Regions from separate parts of the Mus musculus genome. Here region 2 is linked to region 1. Evidence: chromatin contacts called from public Hi-C data. All regions are on one chromosome and are shown on one strand. The core of a region is the stretch at or near the end of the contact, and the rest is flanking DNA. Distances in the headings are between cores, read along the strand shown. Region 1 holds the start of Myhas (myosin heavy chain gene antisense RNA). Region 2 has its middle 110 kb from the start of Gm40029.

Region 1 (6,079 bases), core at 2,018-4,517:
TGTGGGTCTCCACATTAACATGGCTAGTTTGCCACTCTCTTATGCTATTTCGGGTTTGTCTTGTGGAGTGTGCCAGGGAGCTAAGAGAAGACAAGAGTACCTAATGGTTCTGGGTTAATAGTTTAATTTTTTGAGATATTTTAAGCTCTGGTTCTTCTTTCTGTATTATAAACCACATTTGAGAGCTGGGAGGGGGATGCTAGCCATCCAACGACACTTGTCAGGCTACAGGTTGTTGTTTCTGTGTATTCTTTCCTTTCCCTGCCCATCTGTTCCATGTGTTTGTTTGTTTGTCATTGTGATGATAGAAAGACATAGAAAATAACGTTTCTGTTTCTGTTTCATCTTAATAAACTTATTTTTTAAAACTTAAATATTGCTTGGTGTGATGGTACACACTTTCAATTCCAGCACTTGGGAGACAGAGGCAGGCAGATCTCTATGAGTTTGAGACGAGCCCAGCCTTCATAGTTCCAGGAAAGCCAGAGCTACATAATAAAGAAATACTGTCTAAAAAAAAAAAAAATAGCCATTTCCCTTGCCACAACTGTTAAAATTGAATGCCAAAATCCTTAAGTTTTTATGTAAGAAAAAAAATCTAAATTCAGGTTGAATATTTTATGCACAAAAACTTGTAGTTAACTAACAAAAATTAAGTAAATAAAGGAAAAAAATAAGCACAATGGATAGTAATAAAATATTAGTATAAGGAAAACTGTAAATTAATGAAAAATGATTTTGTTCCAGGTCAAAACCAAGTCCCTCCTGTCAGTTTCTAAACTATGCATAAGTTGTCACTCTTACTTGAGCACAAATAACGCTGAAGAATTACTTAAGGAAAAAAAGCATCTACATTTTAATGAGACTGCCCAGTGGTCCCCTATCAAAGTCTGTCTTTGCCAGTTTATACTGGCTTCAGCCTCCCCCAACCCCTTGTTTCAGCCTCCCCCAACCCCTTGTTTCTGCCCGGTCCTTACTGCGTCAGGCTTATGGCCTCCCTCTCTCTTACCCTCTCTCTTTGAAAACATCACCTTTCTAATTTCTCTCCTGAAACTGATAGCCACTATGAGGTTTCAAACTGAAACCAATTCACAACTTTTTTTTTCCAACTGACAAATCCTGGTCAGATAAAATAACTCCCTCTCTGGCCGGAGTAAGAGCTGGTGACCTCTGGAGTGGAAGAGGAGCAGTCCGGAAGAGCATGCAGGTGCTAGTGACTGATGGTGATGACAAAGGCTCTAATCTTTCATAGACTTTCCATAAAACATCTCAGTCTACTGTTAGAATCAGTGCATCTCTTCTCAAAATAGATACAAAAATTTCCCCATGCTGTAGCTTAGAATCAACAAATGTCTTATGGGGAGATGTGGAAATTGAGAACTGTTTTCAAGGGACAGATATTGAAACATTGGTGTTAGCATTTTCCCTTCAAACACTATTCCATGACCTTGTTTGTGGGGTTTTAAGTGAAGCACTTTTGAATCGATTACTCTGCCTTAGTGATTGCTGTTATGCAGTAGATCCTGGGGCACAGGAAGGACACTAACTCTCTGCTCTTGCCTCAGCAGTCCTTTGTCACCTTTAGGCCACTCGCCTTCAAGGGACTTTGTTGTGTGGTGTTGGGCTCTATTCACACAGTGGTATCACCTCCAGTGTCAACAAGCAACATTTATTCCCTTGGAAGCAATAGATTTGCTACTTTTTCTACATTGATATTACCTAATATATTGACTATGAACTTGCTTAAATACATAGCAAGTTTTCTTCATTTATATGTTCTTCATGTACATCTCCTCATGCAGAAGACAGGAGACCCACTGAGCGTTTTGATTGATGGAAGAGTCGTTGGCAACCACTGACTTAGATCTTAGACAACAAGAGCCAGAGGGACATTAGCAGCCGACTTGAATCTGCCCTTCTGATTTTACTGATGAGGAAACTAAGGTTCAGCAAGGTAAAGGGTCATTCAGGGTCACCGAGGTGGTAAAAGGCAGTGACGAGCTATGAGCCCGGCTGTCTAAGTCCACGTCTAGTGTTAATGCTCTTGCAACACACATGTTTGAAGACACGTAAAAGCTAGCTGGCGTGACCCAAGGAGTTGAATTGGTGAAAAGCCTAGGTTGGCACCCAGGAATTTTGACTTCTGGTGCAACGTTGTTTTTTTTTCTACATATATTAAATATACATGAGGGTTGCCTTCTCCCAACAAAATGCAAAAGAGGAATTGCATAAAGTTTTGTTTGATTAAATTAATTGCATAAAGATTTGTTTGGCTTTAAAGGGCAAAGTTTAAAAAAAAGATAAAAAAATAAAATAAAATAAAAGGCAAAGTTTCATGAGAAGCTACTTATGAAGACCAGTTGCTCCTATGCCCAATAATAAGGTAGAAAATAAAACAGTTACTCATTAAAACTTAACAATAGCGAGAGCCCTTTGTTCTCTGGAAGGTAATAATAAATTTCTCTTACCTCTTGTGTTACCAGATGAAGAAGGAGGCAGGCTTGAGTCAGACAAGTACTGTTGAAAGAAAAAAGAGATGCTGGGTATTTCCCCCCATTATATGACAAAGTCCTAGAGCTATATTGTGTGCAATGCCTCTCTCAGGGATGCCGACATTACTTAGAGTTTGGGAAGGAACAGTCATCTCCCTCACATGAGCACCCGCTCCCATCAGGAGTGCACAGCTAGCCAAGTGCTCTGCTACACATACCTACCTTTAAGGGTTTGAGGAAGGACAGGACAGAGGCACCCCAGCTTCACTTTTATAGAGGCTGTTCTGCAAACACAGCAGCCACCTCAGCTGTCCTAGCTGCGGACCTACTTGGCAAAACCATTTTTGGCAATCTCTTTACACAATATTCACTGACTGTGGCTGTGAATGGATATAATTAGAAATATTTCTTGTCATCTATAAATAATTTGACAGGGGATGATCTAGGGTTCTTTATAAGCATCTGATAGGGAATGGAGATCCAGGGTTTTTGGAGGCTGTTTCTCCCGGCTTGGGTGTTGTATCATTCATCACAGAATTCAAAGCCAGGTCCCTACTCACTCTCGTGCCTATAAAGCTGTTTCCACAGGAACGAGCCCGGTGTGGGGCGAGTGGGACTAATTAATCTGCTAGTGCTTAGAGCCATTACGGAGTCTGGAGTGAACTTTAGATCTGACACTGTGACTGGAAGCACCGAGTGACAGATATTAAGATAAAAATTCTTAGGCAAGGGCTGGAGTTTTAGAAAGACTGGTGATAGATTCTTCTAAAGTCTGAAGGTCTAACCATGAGGAAGAAAGTGAATTCTCAGATTAGGCAGTGGAAGGGGTTGGTAGTAAGAGGAGAGGGAGTCAGGACAGAGATGAACTTGTCTGGCCCGTTTCTGGAGGGTTTGTCATAGACGTCTCCCTCGTGCACTGCAGGGGCAACAGACTGCTGTGTGATACCCATGAGTGTTTCTGCTGCATCACGGAAGGAGATACAGACAAGATTTCCTAGGGTACAGGCAAAGGCTCAAGGCTAGCGGTGACGCCAATGAGGTGGGTGCTACACACTTTTACTTAAGGTGGGAGGAAAGGCATGCTGTCCACAAAACTCTCCCCATGGACAGAGAAGGTGGGTGGATCGGCCTCCACGGTGCCCTTGAAAGGCCGAGTTGGATTTGACTAACTTGATACAGGCACAGCTGTTGCTGAATATGACAGGAAATCTACTCTAACTGTCCCTGTGATCTGGCCTGATATTTTCAACCACTGTTCTCCTGACTTAAATTGCTAAATTCAGTAGATGGTTGCTTTATAATTCTATCAGGTGAACTTGTCTTTCACAGGCTGGCAGGTAAAATCTTTTATACTTTTAAATTGTCATTGCATGTAATGCTACACAATAGGTTACCCTCCATGGCAGCCACCCACACTGAGTGAGTGATTTACCCCAAGTGTTAGGCTCAAAGCCGGAAAGAAAAGTGTTCTGACCCTCTAAGATTTTCACAACTCATTTTGTCACCCCTTTTACAAGCTATCACTATTATAGGCGTAATAATTATTTATTTAAAGCATCTAGATCTGAGAGATGAAAGAAGAAAGTTTGAATGAGGCAGAGAGCTCACTTGTGCATTAGTAGCTAAAAGAGACTGACTACGGACCTCATCATCAGACCGTTAATCAGTTACAATCTTGAGAACCCCAGAGACACTACAATGACACAATAGTGCCAACCAGCAGGGACCACAATAATAAACATCAGAAAATACCATGGATCATGGGCAGGAAGAGAAGAGAAGTGACCTTGATAGAGGGCGAACACCATTCCTCTGGGCTTGCTTGTCCAAGGGATGTCTAAATAGAGGACACAGGAAAGGAATCTGAGCTCTCTTGTACTCTCCTGGTACTTTATGACTACATACATGTGGGAAGGCCCGCCTTATTCCAAAGCAGGGTGTATTTTGGATGCGCTATTCAGCAGTCCAATAAACACTTCTTGCTGGCATTCCCCCTATGATCCTCACAGATGAGGAAATACAGGATTCTGAGAGTTTGTATATATTTTCTTATCTATTGCAAACACATCTGGGAAAAATTTAACACCGTTTAAACCTTACATGGTCATAAAAGTTAATTGTGTGTTGTAAGTCATTGTGTTAAGTTATATCACCATGTGTGAGTTGGGATATAGTCTCAATGCTGCACATGTCTTTATAAAATGCACAGAACAATGTCACTAGGGGGCGCTGAGGTACACATTCCTCTCTTAGGGATGCAAGGTTACAGTTGCACACAGACTCCTGAATCTCCCAGAAAGTTAAAGTATTTGTAAAAGATTGTAGGTGCTTAGGGAATGTCCAGTAGACAGGTTTTTCAGGTTTTGATATACATTTTGTAACACAGTTGAAACCTTGACTGAGATATTCATAGCCTGGTTTTTGTGGTGTCCAGCCATGACAGCACATCAATAAAACATCTTAAAACTCAGCAAGTCCAATTGGTATTTGTTTTCTATTAAATTACCCTGAGACTCCCACAACATCACTACTGGGAAAAGTTACGGATTCATTTCTATGCCAGCCATTAATTGTGGTCTACAAACTTTCTCCAGTGGTGTCCTGCCTTCACTTTCAGTCTTCTTCCCCTTTCCTTGGTCCGCCATATCAGGTGTATTCTCCTTCCACATTTTCTATTCTGAGTTGTAAGCTCATAGGTGGACATATATCTTCTTCCTACACACTTTGTTTTGATGAACGCTTCCCCAACTTTCTTTTTCCCCCGTCCCCCTAACTCAGCTTCATGTATTGCTACAACATCCTCTTGCACATACTTACCCACCAGAAGTTGACATTTCCAAAACCAGGAAGCTATAAATAAGCTAAAACCAAGATACAACACACAGAACTATGGAAAATATATGAACCTAAAAGTCAGAACTATGTCAAGACTTGTGTTCTTATGTTGCTGAATATAAATGGGAAAATTCTGTCTTGGTGACATAGTCAGCCCTGGCCCCAACATGTGCAGGAGTTTTACTCACGCACTTCTTTCCTTCCATACCTGTCTACACCTTTCCTCCTCCTCCTCCTCCTCCTCCTCCTCCTCCCCCTCCTCCTCCTCCTCCTCCTCCTCCTCCTCCTCCTCCTCCCACTATTCGAAGAGGAAGAAGCACTTACTAGATGTTATAATTAACTCAGGGCACAGAGTCTTAGGAAAGCAAGTCTCAGAATGGGAAGAATGGAATGTTTTGTCTCTCTGTAACAGTCGCTTCACTTCATTCTATAGGGTTCCATTGATTCCTGGTGCAGTATTTAAACATAAATTAATGGTGTTTCCTTCCTCATTGTCTGACACTTCAGGGTTGAGGAATCATAAGTGGTCCCCACCATCCAGGTAACATTAGTAATTAGTGTTTGAGAATCTAATTTCCTGGGTATTGGTGGACTATAATGAGAAATAAATCAGCAGATAATTTTAATTCCTGCTCATGTCCCCTTGAATCCTTGCCTGCTTGATCCCAGCTAGACAGCAAGACCTGCTTTGCTATTTTGCTCCAGGAGGAGGTCTTGGAGATTAAAAGCCAAAGTAAATCTTAGGATTTACT
Region 2 (6,079 bases), core at 2,652-5,151, 220 kb before region 1:
CCTCTGCACCCGCCTTGTCCCACGGACAAGCACTAATGAAGTCTGTGTGTGAGGCTGACTCCATTTTGAATGGCTATAAGGGAATACCACAAGTTGGGTGTTCTATCAAATGAATATATTTCTCATGGCTCTGGAGGCTGCCAGCATCTTTGAGTTCTTATGGCACCACTCCATTATAAAAGGCAGAGAGAGGAAGGGCAAGCTCTCAAACTATAGACATTCAGGCCTCTTTATAACTGGCATTAATCTATTCATGGGGGTGGAACCCTCAGAACCTAACACCGTCTGATACTGCTGTGTTTGAGTGTTAGGTTTTCAACACAGACATCTGAGGACACGATTTGAGCAGTGTCTCTCAGGACTACAACCTGCCTGTGTGGACCTCAGCACCACCTAAAGGAGAGCTCTGTCGTGTCTGTATTCCAATCCTATCACCCTTGTAAAATTATCTCCCCGAATTCCGGGTGTTTCTACTGAAATCTTACACCACCCTTTAGGTCCCTGACTTCTACCTAAAGAAAGAGCAGACCACAAAGAATCCCTGAGTCTATTAGGCCTGACCAGCCTTTGTGCCTACTCTGGAACCACACCTGACGCTACAAGTCTTCCTTGGGATAGAGAGCCCACCTCCCACCTCTATCTCTCTTCCCCTGGAGCTGTGCCTACACCCTTGAGGGCTGGTGGAAATCATCCATTGTGTAGGTCCACAAATCTATAAGGTGATCCAGAGCCTAGCCTGGAGCTTGTCTGACATGTACTCTCTAGTCTCCAGCTTGGCCCCATCTCCCCCATCCATCCATTCTTCTTCTATTATGTCTCTCAGACAATGTCAGTGGAGTTCCCTGCTGCTCCCCTTCTATGTGGCTGAAGGTGACATCAGGAAAGGCTTCTCTAGATGCTCTCATCCCAGGGTCTTTGCACACCAAAGCCAGCTTTGGGTATTGGCTGGTAGGTCTGGTTATGGTTGCAATCTGAAAGGTTCCCATATGCTAAAGATTCAGTAACCAGCCTGTGGAATTCCTAGAAAGTGATGGAGCCCTTGGAGAGTAGGTCTTGGTAGGGGGTGGTAGAATTAAAACACCATCCCCTTCCTTTCCTGGACATTATGAGACGTTCTCTGTTACCACATACTCATAATTTATTGGACTAAAAGCTGACCAGAAACTGAAAATTTTAAGCCCAGGTTCAAAATACATCTTTCCCACTTGCAAATGCTATCATTCAGTGCCTTGACACAGCAATGGGAAGTCAACTATCTTAGACCTCATATCTTTGGGGAAACTAAGTGCCCTCTAAAGGGTTGGCCACACCTTGAGTAACCAGGACTCCTGGGGCCAGGGTTCCTGGGTCCTCTATCTCTCTGTCCTGGCTTAGGTCCTCTAGAGTTCATCTTTCGTCATCCAGATACCCACTCTATCATTTTTCCAGTTCCCGTGAGTCTTGACCAAAGAGATTGCCCCCAATGACCAGGTCCTCCTGATCCTTGCTCTCATTTGAAGCTGGCTATCTCCAAGGCAGATCTAGTAGTCCTTTCTGAGTTCAGCTCCCAGTTCCCCTCCATAGTGTTTCCTGCCAAGTTTGGCCTCTAACTTCCCATCCTTTGTCAGAACCAGGAAGAGAGAGAGAGAGAGAGTCCACTTTGCGAATTCTTGTCAGTATCTCACATCCTCCTTTAAGACACTTCCTTTTATTCCTCTTTCCACCAGAGGGCGAAAGGAACACTGTGAGGAATACCAAGTTCTTCAGCTGCTTGTCTGTCACCCCATCCCTTTCCAGGGAGGCTGATGAGGTCCATTCTGTTCAGACTTCTACCCCTACAGCAGAACCAGCTTCTGAGTCCACAGGCCCTCCTCTGCCTCCCAGCAGCTGCCAGACTCTGTAGTCTCAGAAGTCATACACTTCATACGCTACCCACTGCTATTCAACTTTCCTCCCTGTCTATGAAACTCAGCCCACCCCAAGAGACTCCACAGCATGTCCTCTGTCCCTTCCCAGCCCTCTGCCTAGTGGTCCAGCTTATTCTCATGGGAGATTGCAAGCCACCAAGAACTGGATCCACGAACCTCTATGTTGGTGCTGAGAGAATCCTAGTCAGTACTTGGGCAGCAGGGACAGGTCCACCCTTGCCCTCACCTTTAGGGAAATCAGCTGGTTATGAGTGGATTCAGACTTCAGAGATGGCAGCAGGAGTGGTCCGGGCTGTCCCAGGATACAGCTATCGACTCTTAGGCCCCAGAATTTCAGGTCATATGAAGGATACTGTTACCAATATACCAACTGGAGGGCAATGCCCGCCATCTCCACATACATCATTCTTGACCCTTCCTTTAGCTTAGTCCAGGTGATTGGGGTTCAAAATGCACAAGGAATTTATTCAGCCACCTGAGCTGTTAGGCTAACAGGCAAACGTGACTCCTTAGGTGACAGACATGCTTTTCGAATGCTGTCGTGTCTTCTCTTGTCTGTAAAACCGAGGACAGTGCCAGATACTGTGGCACAAGCCTGGAATCCCAGCACTTGGAAGCAGAGGCAAGAAGACTGCAAATTTGAAGCTAGCCTTAGCTACAAGACTGCGGCTCAAGTCGAATAAAGCTTCCTATATGGAGGACAGCTCTTAGACATTCACAGAGCTGTTAGGAAATTGATGACAGTCCACATGGCTTGTGTAGGTACAACTGGAGGGTCCTCCTGGTAGCACTGAGGTGCTATTAATAGACTGGAGGTGTCTGAAAAGTCCTTAGGTACCAGGGACTTCTTAGCTCCATAAGTGCTAACGGATGCCACAAGCACACCCAGGCCAACACAGAGGATAGTTCTGCTGTCTTCTGGGTCTGTTCATGCTCCATTGAAAAGCAGGGGCACTCTGTTCTTAGGAATCCCCACCCAAAACAGCTGGCTGAATCCAGTCAGGGACACTCCTCCCTAGACAGACAATCACCAGGCAAATTTCCACATCAGTATTTCCTGGGGAAATGTGGCTACCAAAAGAACTCACACATGCATTTCAGAGAGCTTTTTGCCAGGAGACTCAAGATTTCCCTGTCAAAGGATACTTCCATTAATTTTGTTTTTAATGTAGCTCTCAGAGATGGAACTTGGAAAAGCAGAGAACCAAGCCCGAGCCTCTCCTGCTGACACAGGTTCTCAGAGCACACCATGAGCTTCCAGAGACACCTCTGCTAAGACCCCAGGAAGCTCATCCCAGCCTTTCCCCTAGAAATACTACCAAGTCCATTTTGAGGAGTGCCTTGGTCCATTTAGAGCAAGTTTGTTTCTTGGACCAGAGAGAAGCATCATGTGTTTCCGAAGGCTGCACAGACATTTGATGCTGCTGCCACTGGACACTTGTCAGGCCTGCCCACTGTACAACCATCTCTCCACCTCACCGTGGGCCAGAGTTGCATGTAACATTTTCATTCAAAATTTGCTACTCTCTTCTTAAATAGATCCCAGTAAAAAATAAATTTGGTCCCTTATTTAGGCTGGGTTTTACCAAAACCTAAGAATACACACATTACTGATGGTGAGGACTAGTTTAGCATTTATGACAATCCTGGGGTCAGCAGCCTGTCAGTAAAGACTGAAAAATACTACCCCACCCCACCATACACCACACACACACATACACACAGGACTTTAGAAACTTGGGCTTTCACTCAGACTGTGACCATGAGCTCAGTGATTAGAGGCCAAAGAGGCCTCGCAATTGTCACCCAGACAATAAACAGCCAGCTGACTTGGCTCAGCAGTCCTATGAAGCCTTGGGACCAAGCCAGATCCCCAAGAACAAGGCACTTTAGGGTACTGATCCTAGAGGATGGGAGGCTACCTAGGGTCCAGCTGTATCCACGGGTCTAGCCTGCTGCTCTGCTCCAGCTCATTGCTAACTGGTGCTTCTCAGCAGTCCGGCAAGTGGGCGCCTGGAGGCAGCCAGGCGACCTGTCCCTGGTCAGCATGACTGACCGCTAGTCTACCAGAGAGGCGGAATTGTGGGGCCACCTTTCCAAACCCCCATCACCCTCTCGCCTTGCCAAGACCACCTGGCTCGGCAGTCCCTTGGTGGCCCCTGTCTTCCGCGGCAGAGCGCCCGCTTGCTCCAGAACTCGCACAGGCAACAAGTTCTCGCTTCCCCACAGAGGCCACGACGTGCTCAGGAGGCCGGGTAGGAGGAGAACGCTGTCCACGCCCCAGCCCCTCCCCCGCACCCTTCGTCCCCCAAAGCCGGGTTGTCTGGAGGGTAGCTGGTCCCCGACCCCGGCCCTGGCCTCTCACCTCTAGTAGTTGCACGTAGCTGGCGGGGAACCAGCCACGGAGCCCGTCGTCCTTTTCGCCTTCCCACCAGCCGCCGTCCGGGACCTGGAGCAGCGTGAGCAGCTCGCCCGCAGAGAAGCGCAGCCCCTGGCTGTGCCGCTCCCCGGAGAAGGGGTACAGGGTCCGGCAGCGGGCGCCGGCCATGGCCCTGGCGCCCGGTCTCACAGCACAGCCCGCATCCCTGCCGAGCCCCGCGGGCTGGCCAGCGGCTGCGCGGGGTCCCAGGCGCCCGGTGCTCCGGGCTCCCGCGCTTTGGGCGCGCGCCGTGGCGGGGTTGCGCAGGGGTCTCCGGGCCGCCGAGCCACGCGCGCTGCTTGCAGGGAAGCGGACGCTCGCCAGCAGAGCTGGCTTCGTGGGCTCCACCGGCTCCGGAGAGCGAGCGGCGACGCCCCCGGGCCGGGCGGCTGTGCGGTCCCCCGCGCTGGGCGGGGGGCGGGGCTCAGGAGGAGGAGACCCGGGGGCGGCGGGCTCACGAGACAACTTCCCCGGGGTGTCGCGGCTGGGGACGCCGGAGTGAGCAGAGAGGTGCAACTGCCCCGGGAGGTGGTGCGCGTAGCATCCCCCTCTGTGGGGCTCGTCCGGTGCAAGCGGAGCCCGGGAAGACACGGAGAGAGCGCGGTTGGCGGCCCGTGGCCGGGCGGGGACTCTCTCGAGGCGACCAGGGCGGGCCAGGGGCCGGGCCAGACCGGCCACGCCCGCGGAGGGCCGGGCGCTCCCCGGCAGAGGGACTCCCGGGCGACCCCGCCACCCAGAGCTGCTGGAATGGGAACGCCCCTCGGTTCCTTCAGTTTAGCTCTGGTGGTGGGTGACAGGCGGCGCTGCCTCCCAGGTGTCTGCAAGGGATTGTGTTTGTGACCATCATTGTAGTGCATGAAGCCTGGCTGAACTTGACTCACAGGAAACTGAACAATGGATAAAGACAGGTTTGAAGCCTGGCGCCGAAGCCGGGAAGCCCAGTGACAGTGTGTCATATCAGAGGAGGACATGGTGGGGAGATGAGGATGTAAGTCATCTGGGTTGATGGGTTTTGGAATCAGGCCGATGGGGCTAAATAGTGGAAAGGTTAAATAAAGGCGAGAGAAAGAGCCCGTTTGGCTTCTCAGGAAATGGTTGGGGAACTGGGGATGTCATGGTCTAGCCCTCCTGAATTCAAAATGGGTCTGCTGAGGTGTATCCACCAATTTAGTCAGCCACCAGACATTAGCAGACATTAGCAGGGGCTTGCAAGTTCCCTGCCCTTGAGACATTCGTGGACTTCAGGTGCTGAAGAAGCATATGTCAAGAGTACATAAGGGAAAGGGCCCCTTTCTTTGCTAGCTTAAAAATTAAAGTACATTTCCTAACCTCTAAAAAGCTGGACCCTTCACTATCACTGCTATAATCAGTTGAGCATCACTAATCGAAGACCTACAGTCCAAAATCAAACCATCGTCCGTGCTAACAGGATGTTCCTCTGGAGAAGTCCACCGTCAAACAAAACTGCATCGGAGGGATGACAGCGCACACTTGTAGTCCCAGCCCTGAAAGATAAGGGTTAAATGATGAGGAGAATCCCAGACTAGAGTGGCCTGAGAGAAAGAGGGAGGGAGGAGAGGAGGGGGAGGAGGAAGGAGAAGAGAAATATCATGGAAGGTATTGTATAAAGTTACATTTGAGCTGTGAGTATTAATATCAGATTCATTAGATTTGGGTCACAGTCCCAAGACACTGTATTATGTATATGCAAACATTACAAAATCCTCAACATTTTCGGTCCCATTTCTGTTTC

Evidence for each region. Hi-C and Micro-C count contacts between places; a contact is called where the count stands out from the background.
Region 2: a contact with region 1 is called in a Hi-C map of cerebral cortex, with 3 times the contacts expected there. The contact joins the enhancer-like site here to the promoter of Myhas in region 1. A contact is called at or near these places in 4 of 39 promoter capture datasets (the 3T3-L1 cell line, 3T3-L1-derived adipocytes, hippocampal neurons and 1 more) and 1 of 484 Hi-C or Micro-C datasets (cerebral cortex).

What each region holds. Positions count from the first base shown.
Region 1 is chr11:67,234,469-67,240,547 of GRCm38.p6, reverse strand. It overlaps Myhas (myosin heavy chain gene antisense RNA), which reads left to right and starts at 3,267. Exons shown (of 2, transcript NR_146138.1): 1 at 3,267-3,531. Myh4 (myosin, heavy polypeptide 4, skeletal muscle) reads right to left here and starts at 2,736. Exons shown (of 40, transcript NM_010855.3): 1 at 2,715-2,736; 2 at 2,469-2,517.
Region 2 is chr11:67,453,968-67,460,046 of GRCm38.p6, reverse strand. It overlaps a transcript of Gas7 not described here. Among named protein-coding and RNA genes, the nearest start is that of Gm40029, 110 kb to the right of the region's middle. Within about 2 kb of position 3,901, at least 22 of the 459 cell types and tissues checked have an H3K27ac peak or open chromatin away from gene starts, as enhancers often do. A contact at or near this core is called in cerebral cortex, where this site is marked.